Regions from separate parts of the Mus musculus genome. Here all the other regions are linked to region 2. Evidence: chromatin contacts called from public HiChIP or PLAC-seq and promoter capture Hi-C data. All regions are on one chromosome and are shown on one strand. Each heading gives the region's core, a stretch centred on a gene start, on an enhancer-like site or on the middle of the called end of the contact. The rest is flanking DNA. Distances are from core to core; before and after follow the strand shown.

Region 1 (2,964 bases), core at 138-2,637, 510 kb after region 2:
CACCCCAAAAGAATCTATGTTAAGCTACAATTTTGTTAGAAAATAAAAGTAAGACTAAACCTAGGTTTTCTAGCACCACCCATGATCCCAGCACTCTGGAGGCTAAATTTCACACCAGCATAGGCAACAAAGTAAGATCTGTCTCCAACAACAACAGAAGAAACACACAACAAAAGGCAAGACAATCTGTTCAGAAAGCCAGTTCTTAACTCTGTCTGTATGAACTATGAAGCCCTAACTTAACCCTGAAGAAACGACAGGTCAGGCTGGAGTTGGGGAGCAGCCATACCAAAATACCCCTTGCTGCTTCCTCTCTGTCTCAGGATTTAGATGCTGAAATAGCATATTGGCATTCGTTTTTAAAAAATAAAATAAAATAAAAAACAGGTGATCTTTCATTTGTTAAAACCTGGTACTACATTTTAAAGCTATTGCCCCAGGACATGGCTGGACAAGGCAAGAGCGCCCTCTGCTGGAGCACAGGTATCCCGAGGAGAAATAATTAGAGACTAGCAGTGTGTGCCCCAGCTGATCACCAAACAGTCTTTTTCTTACATCTGGAGCACTGGGGTAGATGCTGTCTAGCTATCCGATAGGTGAGTCGTCTGAGGCTTACAGTTATTCCCCATGAGTAGCAGAAAGGAATCTCAGACCCAGTTACCCAGAGCCAGATTTCTCTCTGAAGAAACTGGAACGGCTTCTAAGTGGACGAATTTGAAATGTGTCCCAGATGACCGTTGGTGCTTAAATCCACCCCTAAGGGCACTCATATGTCGTCTATCACTTGTGTTTACACATGTAACACACTGCAAAGAAGCCAGGTTTCCATAAAGGCAAGAGTTCACTGTAGTCTGAATTTATGGGAATTAAATATTGTCATGCCCCCTGATTAAGTTCTTGAGAACTAAGAATTATTTTTATTAAATAAGCTTGGATAGCAATAGGGTTATTTCAAAATATTCACCTGCTAAATACCAAAATCAGTCCCCGGTTCTTTCTGTTTGCCTTTATTCTCTGATCTGATCCTGCATGCCAGCTTTGATCCTCCAGCCATGGTTTGATAATCTGTCTCTACCTCTGCCTCTCAGTGTCTCTTTGACTCTTTCTCTTCCTCTCTCTCTCTCTCTCTCTCTCTCTCTCTCTCTCTCTCTCTCTCCCTCCTCCCTCCCTCCTCCCTCTCTCTCCTTCTCCCTCTAATTTCATACAGCCAAAGCTGAATTCAGCTCGCTATGAAGCAAAGATGACATGAGCCTCTGCCCTTCCTGCCTGCCCCTGTCTTCCAGTTTCTTCTGCTTCTACTTTATATAACAACTCTGCAGCTGGTCATCTTTTTGTCACTCTGGCAAAATACTGGTGATAATCAACATACACAGAGAAAACGTTTATTTTTGTCCACAGTTTTGGAGATTCACGCCTGTGATTGGTTGGCCTCACGGTTTCCAGAACTTAGCTAGGTAACAGTTCAAGGTAGCAGGCAGTAAGCCAAGTGTGGTGACTCATGCCTCTAATTTTAGTGCACATTACGCTCATTATCACAAATTAAAGACCAGCTTGGGCTTAAATACTGAGACCCAACATGAAACAAAACAGGAAGCTTCCTTGCCATCTGTTCTTGAAAGAATTATTAAAAGATTTCTGTCAGTTCTCCTTTAAACGTTAAAAAGAAAGAAGAAGAAGAAGGAGAAGAAGAATAAGGAGAAGAAGAAGAAGAAGAAGAAGAAGAAGAAGAAGAAGAAGAAGAAGAAGAAGAAGAGGGAGAAGGAAGGAGAAGGAAGGAGAAGGAGAAGAAGAAGAAGAAGAAGAAGAAGAAGAAGAAGAAGAAGAAGAAGAAGAAGAAGAAGAAGAAGGAAGGAAGAGGAGGAGGAGGAGAAGGAGAAGAAGGAGGAAGGAGGAGAAGGAGAAGGAGAAGAAAGAAGAAGAAGAAGAAGAAAGAAGAAGAAGAAGAAGAAGAAGAAGGAAAGAAAGAAAGAAAGAAAGAAAGAAAGGAAGGAAGGAAGGAAGGAAGGAAGGAAGCTGGGCATGGTAGCTAGAATTTCCAGTTCAGATGTGTCTATATAGAAAGCTCTAGGCCAGCCTGGGCTACACAGTCAGACCCTGACTGTCTAAAACGAGCAGTCTTGAGTGCCAATTTAATTTCTTACTAAAGGCCTGCTCCAGTTTTTAGTTTCCTTGTGAAGCAGTTTCAGTGGCTGCCATTCCTTAGGTCTGTGTATCTCATGTGGACTCTGTCCCAGGGCTGTTCACGGTGCTCTCAGAGTCGTTATTCTGTGAGGTCCTAGTACTGCCCCTGCTGTACTCTGTTTTCATGTTCTGAATTCTATTTCCCTTGGCCATCCTAGCTTAGAATGCTAGGATGTGGTTCTTTTCAAAGAATCCTGGGTTCTCTTCTGTTTCTGGTCTCTGTCCACTTACTCATGGCTTCTCTGCTGTTTCTGGTCTCTGTCCACTTCCCTATAATTAAGTCTTCACTGTTTCTCAGTCGTCTTGCCTTCTGTTTGGTTTAATATGACTTGTAGCTTCTTTCTTAATCTTCTTTTACTTTTGATATTATAATGTAATTATATCATGTCCTCCTTTCGCTTCCTTCCCTCCAAACCCTCACCATGTAACATTCTCCCACCTTCAAATTTGTGGCCTCCTTTTCCTTAATTGTTAAAGTAGTTGTGTGTGTGTGTGTGTGTGTGTGTGTGTGTGTGTGTGTGTGTGTGTTCTATGTATGAGTACAGTCTGCTCAGCCTGTATGATGTTACTTGGTTTCAGGGCTGACCATTTGGTATTGGATAACTACTTGGAAGTGGTTTCTCCTGCCCTCAGTTGCCTGTAATTCTTTGGTTAAGGTGGAGGGCTCGTGAGCTTCCCCCCTCCACAGCAGTCCATTGTTGTCCTTGTAAAGCTCTGTTGAAGCAGACCTATTAGTGCTTTATGGTGTAGACTCTGACGTTTCTAGGAGACTCAGACTGTCCC
Region 2 (3,191 bases), core at 636-3,135:
ACAACCATAAAGATATAAAGTGAATTTTAAAAAATTTGAAAAAACCAACAAATAAACTTAAGGGCAATTAGATGGACTGTATAAAACAGTCACCTTGTATCTGTCCCTGGTACCTTTCTAATAATTTCACTCTCCAAGAAAGGTCCAGAAGTTTCTTAATGAATACACTTTACAGTATCAAATTAGGTATTCTGTTCAACACGGGGTTCTAGAAACAGTAACTATCCATGCTTCCTTGCTGTGGTCTGGTTATTGGTTTAGACCTATTCTAAGTGAAAGGAGAGGAAAAGGAGGAGGGTGGGAACCCCTAGACTACATACAGACATTTGATACACACGCATGCATGTCTCTCTACATCGGCAGTGGTAGGAATGAAACTCAGCCTACATAATATATAGGCATTTGATACACACACACATGTATGCCTCTCCATTACAGCAGTGGTGGGAATTAAACTTGGCCTACATGGTTTATTTTCATAATACCAGAATGTTTCATTTGGCTGACTATCCTGGTCTCTATTTTGTGATGTGCTTTCTTTTCTTTTGTGTTTTCTTTTACCTCTATGTCAGCAGTTCTCAACCTTCCTAATGCTGCAACACTTTGATACAGTTAGTTCCTCATGCTGTAGTGACCCAACCATAACATTATTTTTGTTGCAACTTCATAACCTACTGTTATGAACTGTAATGTGAACACGGTTTCCAATGGCCTTAGGCGACCCATGCTACTTACACCATCTTTTGGAACTACAAAGCTTGCTGGTATCAAAATAACTGTTAAGTATAAAGAAGCTAGCATCCCCATTTTGGCTTGAAATGAAGCGAGAGTATTTATATGAGTGTTTAAGATTAAGACGTCTTCTGCAAAGCATTCAAAAGAATAACTTCTGCCAAATATTTGGGCATATCATGAATACATGCCTTCAAATTTGTATAAAGTATACTGCAGTGTTTTCAGTACTCTATAAACAATCAACGTTCTTGTCCATGCACCTTGGCTGAGTTTCTTGAACTGGGGCTTCCCAGTTCAAGTTAACAATAATGCCCAGTGTCAATTTAAGCTGATAATATTCTGATTTTGGTTGTAAATATGATCCTGAAAATCTCCTACGGGAGGTAAATTTCTGAGGGCAAATGTAGCAGGCAAACCTAGGGACGGCAAAACACACTCCTAAAATCCTGGCACCCCGTCCTTTCTCTTAATTTAATCGCAACCACCTTCCCCGTATCCAGCATTTCCACAGCTTCAGAATATTGCAAAAAACTACTTATTAGAACCGGGTGAGGAATACTGAAGTAATTCCCGGTAGTGCTGTCAACTCTTCACTCCTTTCGCTCCAGTTCCTGAGTTTACTGCACCTGGCACACAGTTTAACTCTTCGGAGCTCGCGGTCCAGAAACCACCTACTGCCTGCGGGCCAGGTAGGCGTTCTATGTGCCCAGAGACGCTCACGGGAGCCACCAAATGCCGGGGCTGAGGAAGCGCCCGGTGACACCAGATCTCATTTAAGGTCTGTTCGCTTCAAGAACGCCCCGGAAAGACTCGGGGGTCTGTGGCTTTCCCCTGCGTGTGTTAGCACAGCCCGGTCCGCCAAGCCGCCGCCGAGCTGGACAGAGGCCGCAGCCCGCCCGCTCGCCTGGGGGCCGCCATGCCGACTCACCGCTCGCTCGCGCTCCGCCCGCGCCGCCCGCCGCGACCGCGCCGGCTCGCGCCTCCCCGCTCCAGCCGCCGCGAACCGCCTCTACGCCGCGGCTCGGGAAGGGCTTCACCGCTCCGCGCCCTCCTGACCCAGCTCGATAGGGACACCAACGACACACCGCCGACTCCACAGAGCGGTGGGAAACCGGTCGGGATCTCCTCGGCGTTCGGCTGACGTCACTGCGGAGGGACGGCGGCGGTGCAGCGAGTCCTCTGCGCACGCGCGGCCGCACTTCGGTTGCTGGCGGGGGGCGGGGGGCGGGGGGCGGGGGGCGGGGTGGGGACTGAGGTCGTTGGTCATCACTGCGCCTTTGTTAGAAAATGCCTTGCTGAGGTGACTGTGTGCACTGGCGGTTTCATTTGAATGTGAATGCTAAATACAAACAATTCTGAGAGCTTTCCGAAAATGATGTGGTTCAACTGGTGGAAAATCTGGTAGTGTACTATGGAAAAAGTCTGTTTATCTCCCAAAGTATGTTGCATCTCAAGAGAAGTCAAGGCATGAGTTAGGGAAGGACTAAAATACTTGTTCACTGTAGACAGCTGCCAAAATTTGTTCCCAACCAAGCCCTTAAAGCTATTTATAAAACTTTTTATCAGAAGGATGTATGTATGCATTATACAGAAACTTGGAAATATTTTATAGTTATTGCACATTGTACTGGGAGAACTGGGACATTGCTACTTGTGGGTGTCTGTCATGCTCTCTATCCAGTATGAAAAGAAGCTTTGATGAGGGGTGAAAGTTAAACTTCTTTATTTTTAGATTAAAATTCTTTTTAATTTAAAAAGGCATCAGGTTTTAAATACATTAAGAATTGAACTCATATTTTGACCCCATCTCCGAAAATTGTCATTTCTGTTGTTATCTGGTTATTATGTCGTGTATGTATAAAATCAATAAATTGTTCAGGAGTATATATCTGACCATTATGTTACAAAGCAACAGAAATACATAAAATCAAATGAGATGTGCAAATATGCATATATGTATCTCAAACACATGACTTAATAAGGTTTTTTTGATTCAATAGTAAGCTGTAGACAGATAGAGATGCACATTAAAAAAAATTTTTACCATGATCAGGATCCACTACATTGCCTTGCATATAACAGTAGATACTGTATAAGTGGCTTGGTCACTTTCCAAGCAATTATTTCTATTTAGATGTCTTTGCCCAATATGAAAATAATGAATGTGGGTGGGAGATTGTTCATTTTTCTTTCCCCAGCAACTATTTAATGCCTGCATCTTGGCAAGAGCTGCACTTACCTGCAAACATCATGATGTCATTTTCCTTTATCCTGTGGTGTATCTGTGCCACATTTGCATTGCCCGTCCATCACTCGAAGGGCATTTAGGTGGTTCCCCCTCGCTAGCTATGGTGAACAGAGCAGCAATGGACACTGCTAAGCAAGCATCTGTAGGAGGATGTCCTTTGGGCATATGCAGAGGAGTGGATCTGAGTCATGGTAGATTTACTTTTAGC
Region 3 (2,770 bases), core at 255-2,754, 390 kb after region 2:
ACCAAAAAAGTCAAATCATTTTCTATATGGCCTGGCTGGTCTCGCTGCTCCATGATCCCTCGGGACACCATCGCAGAATGGCGCCAGCATCCTCTATGCTGCTAAGACCAGAGAGAAGCGTGCAGATGTGTGCAGAGGCCCTGGAAGAAACAAACCCTTGTCCCTTCCTCAGAGGAGCTGCTCACACTCCAAACCTGAGCTGAGGAAAAAACATCCCATTGTCTGAGGCTTCAAGACGTCACATCCTCGGCCCTTTCTATAATCCTGATCCCAGACACGTGCGCCCTTCCCAGCTGGAAGGGCTCTGGCTCACTGCCCGGCTTCCTCTGCTCCCAGACTTCCCTGCTGCACGACAGAGATAAGTTCTGTTACCTTTCTCATTCTGAAAATCAGTGCGACGAATGTTCTGGGGTCCGTAGAGCGAACCGGCTGAGGCACGTCTGCAAACTTGTATAGCTCAGGGTTTTTATTTGCTTCACTTGGCTTTTGCTTTTATCAGTCTGGTTGCCTGTTGACTTTGTCACACACTCAGAGAGCCTAAATTACGTTAAATAACAACTTCTCATCCAGTGTTAGTGGAGAGTGTATAGTATCAGAAGCATTTGGGCTAGTCACCTGGAGAAGGGGGTGGGGGGGCAGTATCTCTTCCTCAGCGAAATGCCTGCTCAGTTGGCTAACACAGGCGGGAGGCAAGGAGAGTACCACCTTGCTATTACAGTTAGAGACCCGGGAGAAAGCGAACGTTGCTGTCGTCTGACATAAACCAAAATAGTTAACATTTGTTGAGTGTCTACTACATGGCAGGAGTTTTATGCAGTTGGTTTGCATCAAATTATTGAAACTCAGAACAATTGCCTGTGATAGACCTTATAATCACTCCTCCTATATCTGTAGCCTCATTTTATAAATAAGAAAGCAGATGCTGAGAGAGGTTATTACTAGCTCCTGGGTGTACAGTTAGGGTGTGGGAAAGTCAAGAAGAAAATCCAAGCTGCCTGTCCTTAAATCCTGTACAGTTAACATTACTCTGTACTATCTTTAAAATGGGAACGTAGTAAAACCTCCAAAGACTTGTCAGACTCCACGAACACGATGCATTGAAAGCTGTTAGCGCAGGGTCCGACACACGATAAATGTGCAATAAATACAGACACAACCATTGAAATGATTACACACATACATATACAGAAGCAGAGCCAGGCCTACTGCTGCTCCTCTAAACTTAGTACCCAGGAGGCAGAGGCAGACGGATCTCTGTGGGTTCCAGATTAGCTCGGGGCCAGGTAAATAAATAAATAAATAAATAAATAAATAAATAAATATTTACATGCCTTGATAGATGAATGCCACAGTGCAAAGTCAGAAATAAGCACACAGGAAGACCTCTTCTTGTACAGCCCGGTGCCATCATAGGCTTACAGAGGATGACTGACTGGGCTGGGCAAGAGCAGGCTATGAATCACAGCTTCTCTAAATCAGCATGCTCTAAAGAGCAGCAACTTCATTTTCCAGAGCTGCTTACGAGTAGGACGGTTAAAGCAGCCGGAACGGTTCTCTGTTAACGTTCAGACTGCGGTCATGAGGACAGCTTCCAATCGAGCAATATAAAAACGCATCTGCTGCAGTGATCCTTCTGTCCTTTCACCCTGGCTTTGCAGTCGCCCTAGGAATAAACAAGAGTGTGAAGCCTCTCTGCAGTGTCTCAGAGTCACAAGCCCCAAGGGATCCCAATCATACGATCTCTCAGAGTTGTTTGAAAAAAAAAAATTGCATGAAGAGCCAAATGCTTACACTCTGGCCAAGTTAGGAGCCTATGAGGAGGAGAGGCTAGGGGAGGGCCGTTCACTCCATGCATGCTGCAGAATTAGCTCTCTCCCTCTGGGTCTGCTCTGCTGCAAAGCTCAGCAGCACGGAGGGAGCGAGATCCAGGAATCTGCAACAGAAACCATGACAGCCTGAAACACCCTGTGGTGCCAACCTCCAAATTCTCATCTGTCACTTCAGACCCTGACTGGCTGACAGAGCAGCAGAATTTCAACTCCAATAAACGTGAATGTGCTTCTAGGCAAAGCAGCCAAGCTGACGAGGGAGGGGGGTGGAAGAGCTAGCTCCTCTTGGGCATTTGTCAAACTTTTACCTCCTGGCTGTGTGCAAGGAGGGGACTCAACTTCGGCTTCAAGCTACCAAGGCTCTGGATCCAGCCACCTCTCCGCAGGTAAATGTTAAATTTGCTTATATTGCCCAACTGCATGCGTTAAACTGACTTCCCTGATCTAAAAAGACTGCTTGATGATTCTGCTTAAATAATTCAAAGCCATGTGTTTATTTTTATAATCCCATTTGGAGTGATTTATATGAAGGAAAAAGGAGAATTTTACTTTGTGTGGCCATGTCTCTTTTCCTCCTACAAAATTAAATGTCGAGCACTAATAAACCATAGTTTTCGTAATGGCCAAACCAGAAGTATAGATTTCAAAATTTTAAAAAATGTGTGTTTGCCATGTTTAAATTACCTAACTGTATCTGTCACTGTCATGGGCCTGACAGCTGTGTAGAAGTAGAATGCTTTGTTTGTTTGTTTGTTTGTTTTTCAGTTAGGAAATATCTCTAACAGTACATTCTTCTTCGGTTACTTTCATATTATCCTTTCCCTCACAGTTTTCACAGATCTCTCTCCTCCTGCTACCTATCATTTGTTAAGAGGTGACAAGGGGACAGGGAATATGCCCGGTTCCTCATTACATCCTCTCTAGAAAAACACAATGCTAAA
Region 4 (3,046 bases), core at 366-2,865, 350 kb before region 2:
CACACTCGTATGATGTGTTTTAACTATATGTTTGTAAATGGAAGCAACAGTAAATATCCTGAATTAACTTTGACATTACCTTTGAGTGTGTTGTCTTAGAGATGTGCTGGTGAAGAATTCTTGGAGACACAGGGTTTCCATCTCTCATCATGGGGCTCCAACTCTTATCATGGGGTTTGTAAGAGAATCACCTGTCTTTAGCTTGTATAATGATTATCCTCTTAACAATTAATTATGTACAATTGCTACCTCTTCAGAAAAGGATTCATTGTTAAATTACCATTTTTGAGGGTTTCATATTTAAATTTCTATTTTGTATAAATTGTCTTGATAAGAAACAGAAACCATCTTCTTTTTCTCTATTTCTTAAATTTGTATTTTTTTGTACTGTAAATTCAGCAAATAAACCTGCAACTGATATGTACAATGGTGGGAATTGTTGAAAAATTATTTAAAGAGTTGTAATTCCACAGTATCTTTTGAGCATTTATATTCATACTCGCATATGCTTTCTTGGTACCAATAGCATGGGTGGAGGGAATTAAGGGAGCTTACAGCAGTGTTTAGAGACCTTGCACTGTCTTTCTTGTCTGCTCCAAAAGTCTGTGTCCTTGACACTCTGTCACCTCAGGTCCAACCCCCAATGGCAGGTAAGGTCAGCAGGGAGTTCCACTGGACAGGAAACAATGGTAGTGTCTTTGGATATGTCTTTTGAAATGGCCTTTAGTTGTTTGTTTTCTCCTTTCGATTGTTCCTTCCTCCTTTAATGATGGTTTTACTGCTGTGAACAGTTACCATGTCAAAGATAACTCTTACAAGGACAACATTTAATTGGAGCTTGATTACAAATTCAGAGGTTCACTCCATTAGCATCAAAGCTGGTGCATGGCAGGAGCCTAGGCTGGCATGGTGCAAGAGGAGCTGGGAATTCTACATCTTGTTACAAAGACTGTCAGGAGAATACTGGCTTCAAGGTATCTAGGACAAGGATCTTAAAGCCCTGTTATTCATGGAACAGAAAAACTTCATGTCATTCTCATATAATACAGAGCTTCACAATGGGAGGGCAGCAAGAAATTAACAGAAGCCCTGAAATACATTTATTGTCAACTGAGACTCAAAAAGAATAGATTTGAGGTTGTAGACGGGCTTTAAAATTTACTCTTCACGAAGCTAAAATATTGTAAACACAATATGGCTACATAATTTAAAATCATATCACACAGATATGTGCCCCCAAGGGCCCTGATTCAGTTCGTGGCTCTTCTGGGACTCTCAGCTATGCCTGGATGTTCAAGAGTCAGAACCTCCCCCCACCCTCCACCCCAGAACTGGGACACGTCACAGACCAGGAACTCCCTAACCAGCTCTAGCCTCGGCCCTCATCAAAGACTGCATTTCCCATCCCTGAGCAGACTCTTGGCTTCCCCTGAAGCCCAGCACCAGCCAGGCTGCAGAAAAGAAAAAAAGAGTCTAGATATTTATTCCCCGGTACGGAGCCCAAACAAGCTGTGCCCAACGGAAGTGAATAAATGGACTGACAGATTCACTGTCCAATCAGAGTCTCCATATGCGCCTGCCAGTCAGAAAAGGAGGAGGGTTCTTCCGGAAATCACATTGCAGGTTCTGCGAGAGTTTACGTGATTTTGTGTGTTGTTTTTTCAACTCAACTGCCGAGTACTGAGGGAAGCTCAGGAAGCTCTGAAGATACAGCATGGCCAGCACATCCTCACTCTCCGCAAAGGTGAGGAGCATATATTCCTCGGTTCAGAGCCCAAAGAGGCTGAAACCAGCGGAAGTGAATACATGAACTGACAGATTCACTGACCAATCAGAGCCTCCATACGTGCCTGCCAGTCAGAATAGGAGGATGCTTCTTCCCGAAATCATGTGGCTTCCATGCTATTGTGAGTCAATTGGTGTGTTGTGCTTCGACCTCAACTGCTGAGTACTGAGGGAAGCCTAAGCAAGCTCTGAAATTGCAGCATGGCCAGCACATGCTCACTGCCCACAAAGGTGAGGAGCTGGAGCCATTGTGGTGGGTCCTACTCGGGGCTGGGCGGGAACCGGCAGGTTTATGCAGCCGCGTGTGAGGTCTCTTAGTGTAAGCCATTCCTAGACCCAGCAGTGGCATCTGAATAACTTCCCTCTCTGGGCTGAATCTGCACAAAGCATTTGAAGCAGGGCCTTGTGTATAGAAACATCCTTGACAGGATGCCAGTGGCAGGCAGGCTTGGTTCCTCTAGTAGAGTCTACAAGTTCTTCTCCTGTATCATTTTTTGTTGTGATTCATCTGGAGTTAATTTTGTCTAGTTGTAAAAGGCATCCCATCTGTTGGGTGACTGAGAGCACGTTCTTTCAATATGTCTCTGCTTTTAAGGAACCAAAAAATAGATCCGTTAATTTTTGTACAGCTGCACCTTCAGCCTTTTAGAAAACTGTTTCTGAGACAAGCTATGTTGTCACGTGCATTCCAGTCTCATGCTCCCCAGGGCAATGACCCTGCTTTCCTTTTTATTAGACTTTCTTAGTTTGAATGTTACATGTATGTACAAGAGCGTTTTAAAATTACTCATTTAAGTCCTGTGATTAACTGTCCTTTGCAGTGGAAGAAAAAGTGCATTCCTGTGGAACTATGTCTTCTGCCTTCAGACTAGAACAGGAGGAATTGTTTACTGTGTACACAATAGGGTGAAACAATGTAGACAAGAGCTAGCTCACAGACTAAAGTTTAAGGGAGTCATCTGCAGGGGTCATCATTCTGAGGCAAAGTGAGTGAATGTTTTAAATTCCTCAGCATTTATTAATTCATGCATGTTTATAGAAATTGTACAGATTGGTGGGTATACAAGTTGGGGATGTTCTGTGTGATCAAACTTTGTTGATGTAATTATGTCAGCTGAGAAGCTGTGTGTGTATCAGGTTATAGATCAGCAGGTAATATTACACATAAGGACAAGATCATACATCATCTTATTTTGGCATTTCCTCAGCAGGAAATTGCCTGCTCTTCTTGAAAGTCACTATTGTTATGCATTTGTCCCTT

Evidence for each region. Promoter capture Hi-C pulls out the DNA fragments that hold promoters and counts their contacts. HiChIP or PLAC-seq counts read pairs in DNA pulled down with a chosen protein or histone mark. Capture Hi-C pulls out chosen DNA fragments and counts their contacts.
Region 1: a promoter capture Hi-C map of the 3T3-L1 cell line shows a contact between it and region 2, with 3 times the contacts expected there. The contact joins the enhancer-like site here to the promoter of Thoc2l in region 2. A contact is called at or near these places in 5 of 39 promoter capture datasets (the 3T3-L1 cell line, cranial neural crest, pre-B cells and 1 more) and 1 of 484 Hi-C or Micro-C datasets (embryonic stem cells).
Region 3: an H3K4me3 HiChIP or PLAC-seq map of bone marrow-derived macrophages shows a contact between it and region 2, with 5 times the contacts expected there. The contact joins the promoter of Sparcl1 here to the promoter of Thoc2l in region 2. A contact is called at or near these places in 2 of 39 promoter capture datasets (cranial neural crest and second pharyngeal arch cranial neural crest) and 2 of 115 datasets of contacts at active chromatin or transcription factors (bone marrow-derived macrophages and large pre-B cells).
Region 4: a contact with region 2 is called in a promoter capture Hi-C map of adipose tissue. The contact joins the promoter of Zfp951 here to the promoter of Thoc2l in region 2. A contact is called at or near these places in 3 of 39 promoter capture datasets (the C10 cell line, liver and pre-B cells), 1 of 115 datasets of contacts at active chromatin or transcription factors (microglia) and 2 of 9 other capture datasets (adipose tissue and liver).

What each region holds. Positions count from the first base shown.
Region 1 is chr5:103,997,469-104,000,432 of GRCm38.p6, reverse strand. The region is part of intron 5 of Hsd17b11 (hydroxysteroid (17-beta) dehydrogenase 11); the gene reads left to right. Among named protein-coding and RNA genes, the nearest start is that of Hsd17b13, 22 kb to the right of the region's middle. Within about 2 kb of position 1,387, at least 16 of the 459 cell types and tissues checked have an H3K27ac peak or open chromatin away from gene starts, as enhancers often do.
Region 2 is chr5:104,507,044-104,510,234 of GRCm38.p6, reverse strand. Thoc2l (THO complex subunit 2-like) reads right to left here and starts at 1,885. Exons shown (of 8, transcript NM_001166581.2): 1 at 1,664-1,885.
Region 3 is chr5:104,112,822-104,115,591 of GRCm38.p6, reverse strand. It overlaps Sparcl1 (SPARC-like 1), which reads left to right and starts at 1,504. Exons shown (of 11, transcript NM_010097.4): 1 at 1,504-2,215. It overlaps LOC330143 (a long non-coding RNA gene), which reads right to left. Exons shown (of 3, transcript XR_003955771.1): 3 at 1-2,770.
Region 4 is chr5:104,858,637-104,861,682 of GRCm38.p6, reverse strand. It overlaps Zfp951 (zinc finger protein 951), which reads left to right and starts at 1,615. Exons shown (of 5, transcript NM_001039231.3): 1 at 1,615-2,016. The coding sequence starts at 1,987.